Linked DNA regions of Larimichthys crocea: region 2 is linked to region 1. A link is a contact called in public Hi-C data. All regions are on one chromosome and are shown on one strand. Each heading gives the region's core, a stretch centred on a gene start, on an enhancer-like site or on the middle of the called end of the contact. The rest is flanking DNA. Distances are from core to core; before and after follow the strand shown.

What was found. A called contact is a pair of places that touch in the nucleus more often than the background predicts.
Region 2: a Hi-C map of muscle shows a contact between it and region 1, with 3 times the contacts expected there. The contact joins the promoter of tnfrsf13b here to the promoter of LOC104929139 in region 1. A contact is called at or near these places in 3 of 7 Hi-C or Micro-C datasets (all in muscle).

What each region holds. Positions count from the first base shown.
Region 1 is chrXVI:6,166,629-6,172,040 of L_crocea_2.0, reverse strand. LOC104929139 (ankyrin repeat and SOCS box protein 12) reads right to left here and starts at 3,637. Exons shown (of 3, transcript XM_019255554.2): 1 at 3,505-3,637; 2 at 1,993-2,760; 3 at 663-1,236. The coding sequence starts at 2,755. The coding sequence ends at 1,085. slc39a11 (solute carrier family 39, member 11) reads left to right here. Exons shown (of 10, transcript XM_019255553.2): 10 at 1-181.
Region 2 is chrXVI:6,328,573-6,334,102 of L_crocea_2.0, reverse strand. It overlaps tnfrsf13b (TNF receptor superfamily member 13B), which reads right to left and starts at 3,648. Exons shown (of 5, transcript XM_027289228.1): 1 at 3,505-3,648; 2 at 1,388-1,525; 3 at 658-774; 4 at 1-111. The coding sequence starts at 1,505.

The DNA of each region.
Region 1 (5,412 bases), core at 2,388-4,887:
AATGGTACTCTCAACCAGATATGGTATCTTCCTCTCTTTAGGGCACACACAGTCTCCTGCCATCTACAGGCCCGTCTGAAGAATCATGTTGTGGGTCATGTCTAATTATTTAAATGCAGATAAAGTTATCACCAAATGATTAGATAAAGTATTTATATAATTAAACACCAAGTGATTCTCAGCTTTCTTCAACTTGTGGTTTTTAAGGCACTCTGTTTGAAATTATTTGAAGACCGGTCCAAACCAAGTTAAGTTGTATTCATGTGTGCAGGAATAGAATATTTAATTATTTCTGTTGTTATTAGCCATGCTAACAGGTTGCCTCTGTTTATGGTGATGTTGGTTTGTCGGTCCACCACTTTGGTCCAGACTGAAATATCTCAACAACTATTGGACGGATAGCCGTGAGATTTTCCTTAACATTTGTGGTCTAATCATTTGCAAATGTTAGCATGCCAACACAATAAATTAAGATGGTGAACCTGGCATGCATTCTGTACTGTACTTTCTTAACGTTGTTGGCATTGTCCTAGTTATGCTATCAGCATGCTGGATATTAGAATTTGGTTCCAAGCCCAACTGCTAACAAAGCGGCTAGCATGGCAACAACTAAAATGAAACATTGAAATGTTCCTTGAACAAATTTACTGAAAAAAATGTAGTCATTTATGTGTTTGTTTTTATTTGATTTGCTTGGATGTGGTTATTTTGAACATTATCTTAGACCACAGTTTCACTCTGTGTGCACACATACTGATTCATTTTAAGCACTCGTGCATGTATTTAAATAGACAGAGGCAAGCAGCTCTTCTAAAAGGAGCAACTAACTTGTGATGAACATGTGACAAAGAACTCCTTCAGAGCGTTTTTTCAACACTAACTGCAGGGTAAGTACAAGTAATAAAACATAAGTACACACACTTATCCACACATTTAATGTTTCGACTTAAGAAGCACTCTTAAGAGAACAGCACATGAATAAACAGAATTCATTTGTTTTAAAAAAAGGTAAAGGTAGTCTACAAGCCAAACAAACGCTTTAGCTCAAATAACATTTTCTATCGCATATCTCCGGCTCAATTATCTACAGGACAGTGACTGGGACTTGTTTGTGTTGCAAGAAGTTTATGAGACTCGTCGGCATGTCCAGCTGATCGATACAGTGGATCTTGTTGATCTTTTTGAGGTATCTTCGGACAGCGAGTCGGCACTGTGAAGTCAAGGCCTTTGGATTTCCTGGAGAGGACAAGATGGGAGTTACGGCTTGGGTGACACCGAATAAACACTTATTTCACTCCGTCTAACAAGATCTGACTGAGAGCACGAGAATGTTTTAAGTGCTTGTTTGTGATGGTTCATCTTGTTTAAGCTTTATAACACTGCTGGAGTACTTTAACTTTAATCCCATCCCCATGATGAAGTGTTTAATCTATTGGTCTTTGTTAACCATTTGATTAAACAGAAGGCAAGAGCTGCCAATGAGTTACTGGAGCCTGTTCGTGTTTTTTAAATATTTAGAGGGACAGAGATACTTCTTCAGTGGATTTGAATATCAGGAGAAGAGACAACATTGAGAAGACAAAGCTGTTTAAAAATCATTTTGTAGAAAGTTTCCCAGAAATGACCACATCACTTGGTACTAACTGCAGAAAAAGTAGGAGTTTACCCGAAAGAAAAACTTAAACTAAATATTCTGTCATCCTTCATTTATTATTGGAAAGTTGTAGAATTCTATTTTGCCTTTAGATAAATGACTGTTCAACAACTAAAACACTGAGTCACTTTAGCAAATTATGGACCCATAAAATGAAGTGGCACCAAAATTGACTAAACAAGTTCTAAATTTGATTCTCTAAATTATCATTCAACTTCAGTAGTAGTCTTCAGTCTTCCTTTGTTGTTATAACTAAACTTGCTCCCTATCGTCCAGCTGGAGTCATGAATCCATCATGTTACAGTGAGATTAAACTGAGTGATTATGTGACTCTGTACCTCTTTCCTCCAGAAGCAGCTCCACAGCCTCGTTCTGCTTGGTGGACTTCTCGATGATCAGCGTTGGGAGGTAGACGTTAGCACCGAAGTCGATCAGGAGCTGGACGTACTCCACGCCGCAGCCATGCCTGAGGCACATCTCCAGCACAGTTTTGGGCTGCTTGATAGAACTCAGCAGCTTTGCATCTGTGCAGTTATAATCCGGGTCTGCCCCGTAGAGGAGCAGCAGTTTGAAACACTCCATGTGTCCATAGACGGCAGCCAGGTAGAGCGGCCCGCTGGACACCCTGGCACTGGAAGTCCAGAGCAAAACTTTAGAGCGAGAATTCACCTCTGCGCCGTGTTTAAGCAGTTCCTTTAATATCTCCACATCCCCCTCCCGAGCAGCTGTGAGGACGGGGGAGCAGTTGTTGGCCGAGCTCCCGTTGGGGTTTGCGCCAGCTCCGAGGAGCGCTAAGACACAGTCTAGGTACTTCCCACGGACGGCTGCGAAGAGAGGCGTCTGAGCCTTGACATCAGCACAGTCTACGAGGGCGCCGTGGGCTAGCAGAACCTGCAGACAGCTGAGATGGCCTTTGGACACGGCAGCGTGGAGAGGCGTGCCTGCGATGCCCCAGCCACCTCTGCAGTTGATGACCTTCTTATAGATTTCTTGGCAGAGCATCTCATTGAGGAGTCTGGCATTGTTTTGCAACACTGCTTGTCTGAGTTGGGAAATTTCACAGCTACTTTCTTCTTCTTCAGATGTCCTTAGTTGGAGCATAGAAGCTGCTGAAAGAAGAAGTCACAAACACACAGAATAAACAAACAACAGCTGTTGAATGAAGCTGTTCTAACCTTCCCGTGAACCCACTTTGTGTCGTAAAAATGACCGGTTACCATTTAAAAAGCTCATGGTGTCAGCTGAACATTCATCATGTTCAACAACATGTAGTACTTGTAACTATGAAGATGCTCTCAAGATGCTGACAAGAGATACTGCTGCATCATCTCCATAGAAACCAGCTACACCAAACTCCCTTTAGATGTTTCACAATTTAAGATTTACGGACACGTAGAAGAAAAAACACAAACACTGAGTCACAACTTATTCTCGATTGTGTATTATTAAGGTCTTCTGGAAACTTCGGCGTAAAAATATTTATGATATATATTTCAAAACACCGATTTCTAACATGTACGTCTCTCAACATGGCGCTGCTCTGAAAAAATGGATTTATCTGCGACTTGGTGTAACAATGAAAGCCGTGCTGTAAGCTGCCTGAATGTGTGTATGTTTGTACAACATTACAAACAAAAACGTTATTTACAGACTCATTAAATATACAGTAACGTCACGTATCAGGGTTAGTGCGCAGATCTCCGCTATTATTCAGCAAAAACAAGTGTCGACACATGCGGGTAAATATGAAACTGTTTGTCTGAGTCCTGCTAATTGGACATGTCATTGTTTTAAAAAGAGTTGCAGCGTGATCCGGCCTGTACCGTTCAGTTTGTTTGGTTTGATCATACCTGAGATCTGTCAGCACCATCAGCTGCCCTCTGCATCTTCCTGTTTGTTCCTCTTCCTCGCCGCCTCGACGTTACGGCTCACATCCACGTCCATGCTGCAGTGCTGCCCTCTAGTGCTCAGAGAAGTCTGTGACGGCTCTCAGTCATCCAGGTCATCTTTCTTTTTAAAAAATAAAAATAAAAAGGTTAAGTCTGGGGCAACTGGACTCATCCAAGAAGCTTATTTAGTTCTGACTGACCAGTGGGGAGTCTGTGAATTTATACTGGGAAAGCTTGTAGATCCACTTTGCTTTGGGTAGCGACAGTAGCTCAGTCCATAGGGACTTGGCTTGGGAACCGGAGGGTAGCCTGTTCAAGTCCCACATGGACCAAAAATATGGAAGATGGACTGGTAGCTGGAGAGGTGCCAGTTCACCTCCTGGGCAGTGCCGAGGTGCCCTTGAGCAAGGCACCGATCCCTCACAACTGCTTGCTGGGCGTTGCTCAGGGGGGCTGCCCATCACTCCACCATCTCTCTCCACATTTGCATGTCTATGAGCCCTTGTACCTTGTACTGCATGTGTGTGTCTGGGTTAAAATGCATGTTAAAATAGAGTGAAAAAAGAATTTCCCCATTGAGGGATTAATAAAGTATATCTTCTTCTTCTTGCTCGTTAGTGCTCCTTGTTGTGTGACCGATGGTCGTTAGTGTCAAGCGTTGTTGAGTCTCCTGTGGAGGGATGGAAGGACAGCATTGTAGGTGGGGGTCAGGTGGTGTCTGAGGCCTCCTCCTATATGGTGTTTTTATCCAAATGCAATAGTCACTGTGAATGCTGCCAAAAAAATGATGTGCACAATGTTTTAATGTTTCACGTAATGGGTGTATACTCCTTTTAGCATATTTAGTATTTATTTTGATTTTAGCATGTTTAATTTTATTTATTTTAGTACATTTTAATGTCTCAGGTATCTTTATTCTTATTTATTCTAGTTATTTTAACACTTACTAGTCATTTTAACGCTAGGATTTTATTTATGTTGCACTGACTGACTAGAAGCACTTTCAATCTCGTTGCACCTGTGACAATGACAATAAAGATCTATTCTATTCTATATTCTATTGTAGCAGACCCTTGGTGCCGAGTAATGAGACGGAGGGATTCAACGGGTGCTTTAAGTTTTATTTATCGCCGTAGCACGGTGAAAACTATAGAAAAGAAATACAGAAAGAAAGAAAAGAAAGCTCAAATCAAATTTATGTATGAAACACTTAATTTACAAACCTAATATAATTCACAATCGTCAACAAAATTATCTCCCATTCAAAGACAATAAAAAGATACATTTATTAAACAATAGTCACAATTAATGTTAAAACTCATTTAATAATGCAGGCGGCATCCCACAAACCAAACAAATTCAAACATCCCAAGGACAAAGGAAATCACAAACAAACTGAGGTCCACATACCTCGTTCCACTACTATACCAAGGGAGCTAGTATTTTTACAACGTTGAAGGTGCCCTCTGGGAACCGTCTGCCTCTTAATAACAATAAACAAACTTAAACCGACCAAACTGACATAAATTTTTTTATATAATTACAATACATAATTCAGAAAAAAACCTACTCACCATGGATAAAACAAACAAACACACAAAAAACACACACAACTGCACAGACGCTGCGCCAACCGAAAAGACAAAAGACAATGGAGATGAGCACAGGTGAGGAGGTGCACAGGTGGAGCTTATGGGGCTTAATAAATCCCTTCCCACTATCTCGCTCTCAACAAACTGGCCACTAGATGGCATCCAAAGTCACAACCAATTCAGTGTTATTCACAGTGTTTATAACTGCCGTTACAGGACAGAACCTACAGGTAAGTTATAATCAATGAATTAGTTGATCTATTCAGTTATTCAATCA
Region 2 (5,530 bases), core at 2,399-4,898, 160 kb before region 1:
GCACGATAGTGGAGTCTCCTAGGGCCGTTGGCACTGACAGCCCTCGGGAATATGGCATGGGTGATGTAACTTCAACCAGGAGCTTTTTAGTGGTCACAGTAATAGGCGTCCCTGAGGGAATTAATGGGAAGAATAGCTTCAAGTCATAAGTAAAGTCTTGCTGTTCCTTTTGACTGATTTCCCTTTGGACTTCTCACCTTGTAACAATCTTGTTCTGTTTTTATTGTTATTGGTAGTCAGGTCCCCAGTCAGATGAAAACTGGTTGCCTTATGGCTCATGGGTAGTGCCCTAAACTCTACAGTAGGCTTCCCAAACATGCCCCAAATTACTCACATTCTCCACCGAAGTGCAACTACCAAGCGTCTATCTCTGCGCAGAAGTCAGCTAGGTACCCCTTGTAGCTACAGCTATGGTATTTAACTAAGCTTGTTAGCTCACTGCTTACCTTACAGAAAAGTTCATGCAATCAGGATTTATTTGTAGTTTGACAGTTCCTTTTTTTACCATTACTCTTTTAGTTAGGCAACTCGTCCTCTAAAAACTTTGTCCACTGAGGTCTAACTCGAGTAAACATTTATGCCTCCAAGAAACAGAGAAGTAGAAGAAAAAAGAATGTCACTGAATAATTAAAGCTCTAAATCAGGGTCAGTACTTACTCTGGCAGTGCTTGGAGCATTCTACTGGATGTTGGCCACAAACCGCAGTGCACCTCATGCAGTCCTTCAGCAGATCATCGTAGAAGTGGCCAGACTGTGCCTTACAATTTGCAAACTCTAACACAGGAAGAGAAATTATTGTGAAAGCAATCAGGAGAAGCTGAGGACATGTGATGAACTGAATTTATGCATTATATTCAATATTTTAGAGATGTCAGAGGGGTGCCATGTAGTCGGCAGAGTTGTCCAGAATGAGCTACTGCCGTTCCAAGGTTTGATGGATAATCCATATATTACCAATGCTAATCGGCTGTTTCTTGGAAATTACATAAAAAAAGAGGCATGTCTCCCTCTAGAAATAATCCCTCAAAAATAACATTTATTTAAGGTGTCTTCAAAATCTGGCTTGAAATACTTGTTGCTCTTGTTATCAAATGTGGGAAAAAATGCGAAAATTTGTACCCCACAAATGTTGCCTCTGATCCAACTAGTAATAAAAATGTCAACTTTGCAGCTATTCTGACAATCAGGGCAATTAGAAACGGCGAGATCATTTTTCACAAGGTTTTATCTCAGTCCATGTAGCATAATCAGATGCTGCATTAGAATAATATAGCATGCATTAGATTAACATTGACAATATAATCAAGCACTGGTAACAGCTTCAATAAATTCATGTTAAAATGTTTTTTTATGTATTCCTAACGTGTGTACGTGCGTGTGTACTCACTACACCAATTGTTGCATTTGGGGTTGACATTTCTCTTTCGCCTGCATTCCACTTGACAGGGCATACATATTTTGATTAAGCCATCCCAGTACTGATCCACACGGCACCCATCAGCCATCAGCCCTGATAACTTTCACACTGACAAACACAACAACGACACAGAAATGCATAGAGAGGTAGAACATATTATCCAATTCCTGCACATGTAGCATGTAGTTATGTTTAGTTTGTTGATATCGCGAGTAAACAGGTGGGAAGGTGCTGTTGAAATCTGCTCTTCACTATTTCCTAGCAACTCTAAAGGTAGTAAATTGAGATTTCAGAGATTCGTGAGTCATCGCACCGTGTCACACGACTGTAGTTATCGCATCTATTAAAGGTGACGCATGATATTGTCAGATCGTTGGTAGAAAGTCGTGTACGTGCCATGGACACAGCTTTGTTTTAGGAATTACAGCGAGTGACCTCTGAGGCGACCTTCTTTCTTTGTGTGTGTTGCAGCCAAATACACCAACTGAAGCTTGCTTGCAGTTAGTTAGCATAACCTGCACTTCCTTGTTTCAAGCTCTAATAAATAAAACTGTAACCGATGGCAGCCAGTGATCTTTTCGGCTGTTCTCATGAATGACTGCAGGGTCTTACAGTTGAAGATGTTGCAGTTGCCATACAGAGCAGTAATGCAACTTTTCAGAACATTCTCCATGATACCCCTGTTGAATGTGATGAGAGTAGGAAGCCTGGTTTTCCTAACGTGATGCATGAACACACACTTTTGTGATTTTTCGACTATGGAGGAGTTGAGTGATCGGCTTTGGTTACTTTTCTACTGCAGATCCATCTACCAATATAGATGATAATCTTGGTATTTAAAAAATAAAATATCGATATTGTGTTAATAATACACATATTATAATATCATGTGAATGATCTTTCCCCTCTTAAAACATTTCCCTTTCTTTCTGTTCCCACTTTATGGATCACACTCCAACAGTAGGTGGCAGTAATGCACCTGCCGGATATCAGGGTTACAGTTTAGTGTAATTCACTTGATAAAAACAAGAGAAAACACACAATCAAAGTTAAAGATTGATTTAACTGAGAGTATTTTATTTTTCAGATTAAATATTCTAATACTACAAATATCACAATATATTAAAGTTATTGTGAATTTTTTCTTTCTCCACGATCTTGTGATATATGATCGAAGCTGCGTGTCTTTATGCACGATATACAAATATGTAGGAAGTAAGTGTGAGCTTCACTAATGCATGTAGAGTGTAGAGACTGTATAGAGTCTGTGCTTGCACCTGTTAAACACTATTACTTGTATACTAAATGAGTAAAGGGGGGGGTTGCTTCAAAAGCCTGCTGCTCTCCTTTAAGTCCATTAAATCAAAGATAAAGAGCCATCAGCAGCTAGTAGCAGCTCTGCTGTTGGTGCAACGCGTAAATGTCCATCCTTTAAGAAATCATCTTTGTACTCAAACAAAGTCCTCCTCGCTCTGGTGAGCAATGAGTCAGCCAACTGTGAAAGACACACAGATCTGAACGTCCTCCGCCCACTATTGCTTTCACAGGCACAGAACAGCCTGAGTATATCTGTCACACCCTGATAATCCATACTCACTGTCTTACTCACGCCCCCTTTCAGATTTCATGTAAAGTTAGAACAATGCGTGATTATCATAAACTCATACTACATGTTATAATAGCTGAAACAAAAGTGCTTATTTCCATATAAATCAAAACCATAACTTAGTTACCCGTCTTCTTTTTCTGTCTTTAGCTATTTTTGTGCTTCAGTATTGAATTTTGTTGTCACTCTTTTTGGTATTTATCTTTATAAGCTTCTCATGTTTGGTCTCAGTTACGGTGTATGTCCTGCTGTATGTACAGTCACAGCAAAATAAAGACATTTCCAGTATTTGAAGAGCTCACTGTGAGCCACAGACACGCCACAGACTCACACTAGTTAGAAGCTGTGACCCTAGCTGAAGTATTGAGTTTGATTCCCACCTGGACCACCAATATTGACAACAAATACTGAAAAAACACAACATTCGTTTGTTGATGTGACCTGCTGTGGGTTGAAAACGATGTTTAGAGGGATCACTCACCTGGCGAGATGAAGACGCGGTGGGAGAATCCTTGGTTTGAAGATGACAGTGAGACAGGCCTGCATTTCAGCATGGAAGCTTATTTGGCTATGAACTCACTCTCTGTCTGATCTGGGACTTCCCCCCCCTGTGCATGAGGAGGATCCCCCTACACCGAAACACACACACACCTAAGATTAGACCATTATACAGTTTTTTTGTATTCTTATGTTGTTTTTATAACAGTAAATCACAGCAGATGTACATTAAACAGGGTGTTAAACTAACAACATACTTCAGAATTTGAAAAAAAATCACATAATACAAAATCATAATCAGTAATCTTGCATTTAAAGACTTACTTGAGTGCAATTACAAAGGTGTTAGCGTCAAAATATATTTTGTTTACTGTTACTGCTGGGTAGCTTAACTTATAATACACCATGCATCATAATTTTTATTTTGTCTTAACATTCTGAATCTAAAGTAACTAAAGATCTAAAGAAGATTTCAAATTAACATTTTCATCTGGAAGCTATGTCTGTGTGGCTTTAGCTTTATGTTTGGGGTCGTTACCTGACTGGAATGTAAATCATCTCTTGATAAATCCAACATAAGGAGAATAAAGCGTGTAGAATACAAATCAGCTCTCAAGTAGCAGTTTTCTTCTAGACTGTGACAGGTTTTCCTGTGTTTCTCTGCAATTTGACACTCTCTCACCGCCTTCACTTGTCATGTGTCAAGTAAAGTGCATGTACGATGTCCAAAAAGCTCAATTTCTGTCACATTTGCCCACACTTTGTTGGATGAAGGGCCCATCGCGTCAGCCATGAAACCCTGTATCAACTGCCTCTCTAGCCCCCATCTCACACAGACACACTTTACTTGGGATACTTTTGTACCCTTGACTGGTACTGTTTAACCCTTTTGGCTCATATTTGTTACATGTAAATGTTACATTTCACATACATCTTCATGATGTAGTAGTTAATACCTTTAACAGTCACATTCATTTTGTGAATAGTTCACTCATGTGCTTTTCCTGCTATGATAAATGAAGATGTCTGCTGTGAAAAAGTCATATTAACTGAAAAAGCTTTTCATCTTCATCACGCCACCTCTAAAAGTGTCTTTATTTTTGGGTTAAGATTGTTCAGTTTATTCAAATATATTTTCAGAAATTGGCCTAAATATAATAAATCGATGTTTGCATCAGTCTTATTAGTCATGCAGTTGGAACACTGATTTGCAGTAGGGTGACCACGGTGACTCACTGATGACAGGTATTAATGTGCATCTGAATGCATCTGTCTCATTTTATTCGAAAGATGTGACTAAAGCCACTTTCTCAACGTCAGTGTGAAACCGTCACCATGTGTTTTACTCTCCACTGAGCACAAAACAAGATTTCAGTGTTTCATCTGTGCCTTCGTTCTCATAGGAACTGGGATCTTTCTGGCCATGTGCAGCTTAATTTTAAACTGAGAGTGAATCCAGTGAATTATTTTTAAACACGAACACTTGATGATATAGAAGATGTGAACCAGAGATAACCTGCACTTTATTTTTGGTCCAATTTTTACTATATTAAGTCGTAGAAACTGCACATTGTGCCCGTTTCCTCAATCAGTGCTAAAACTTTAATTATTAATGATGTATTTACAGTATATGAATAAATCAAAGTTTGTCGTGTAAAACAGAAAATAACTTAAAGTTACAATCAGTGCGCTGACTTTGTAACTCTTGAGATTTTTAGGGACGATTTTCTGTGCAGCTGTTAAAAGATACCGGAAATTCTGCTGTGACGGGTCGTTAAAAGGTGTTAGTTTTGTTTTACAACATGTGAATTTGATTCTTGTGGTTCTGCGACAGTCATCTGGAGGCTACTGCAAAAAAGGCAGATTGGATAAGCGTGTGCGTTGATAGAGAATAAGCAGAAGACACACAGGTTGATATGTACTGCAAATTAGATTATAATCAGAGGAGCAGAAGCAGCTGCTGAGAACAGCAGGTGCAGCTGTGTCGGTTAATGTGACTATTTTAGAAG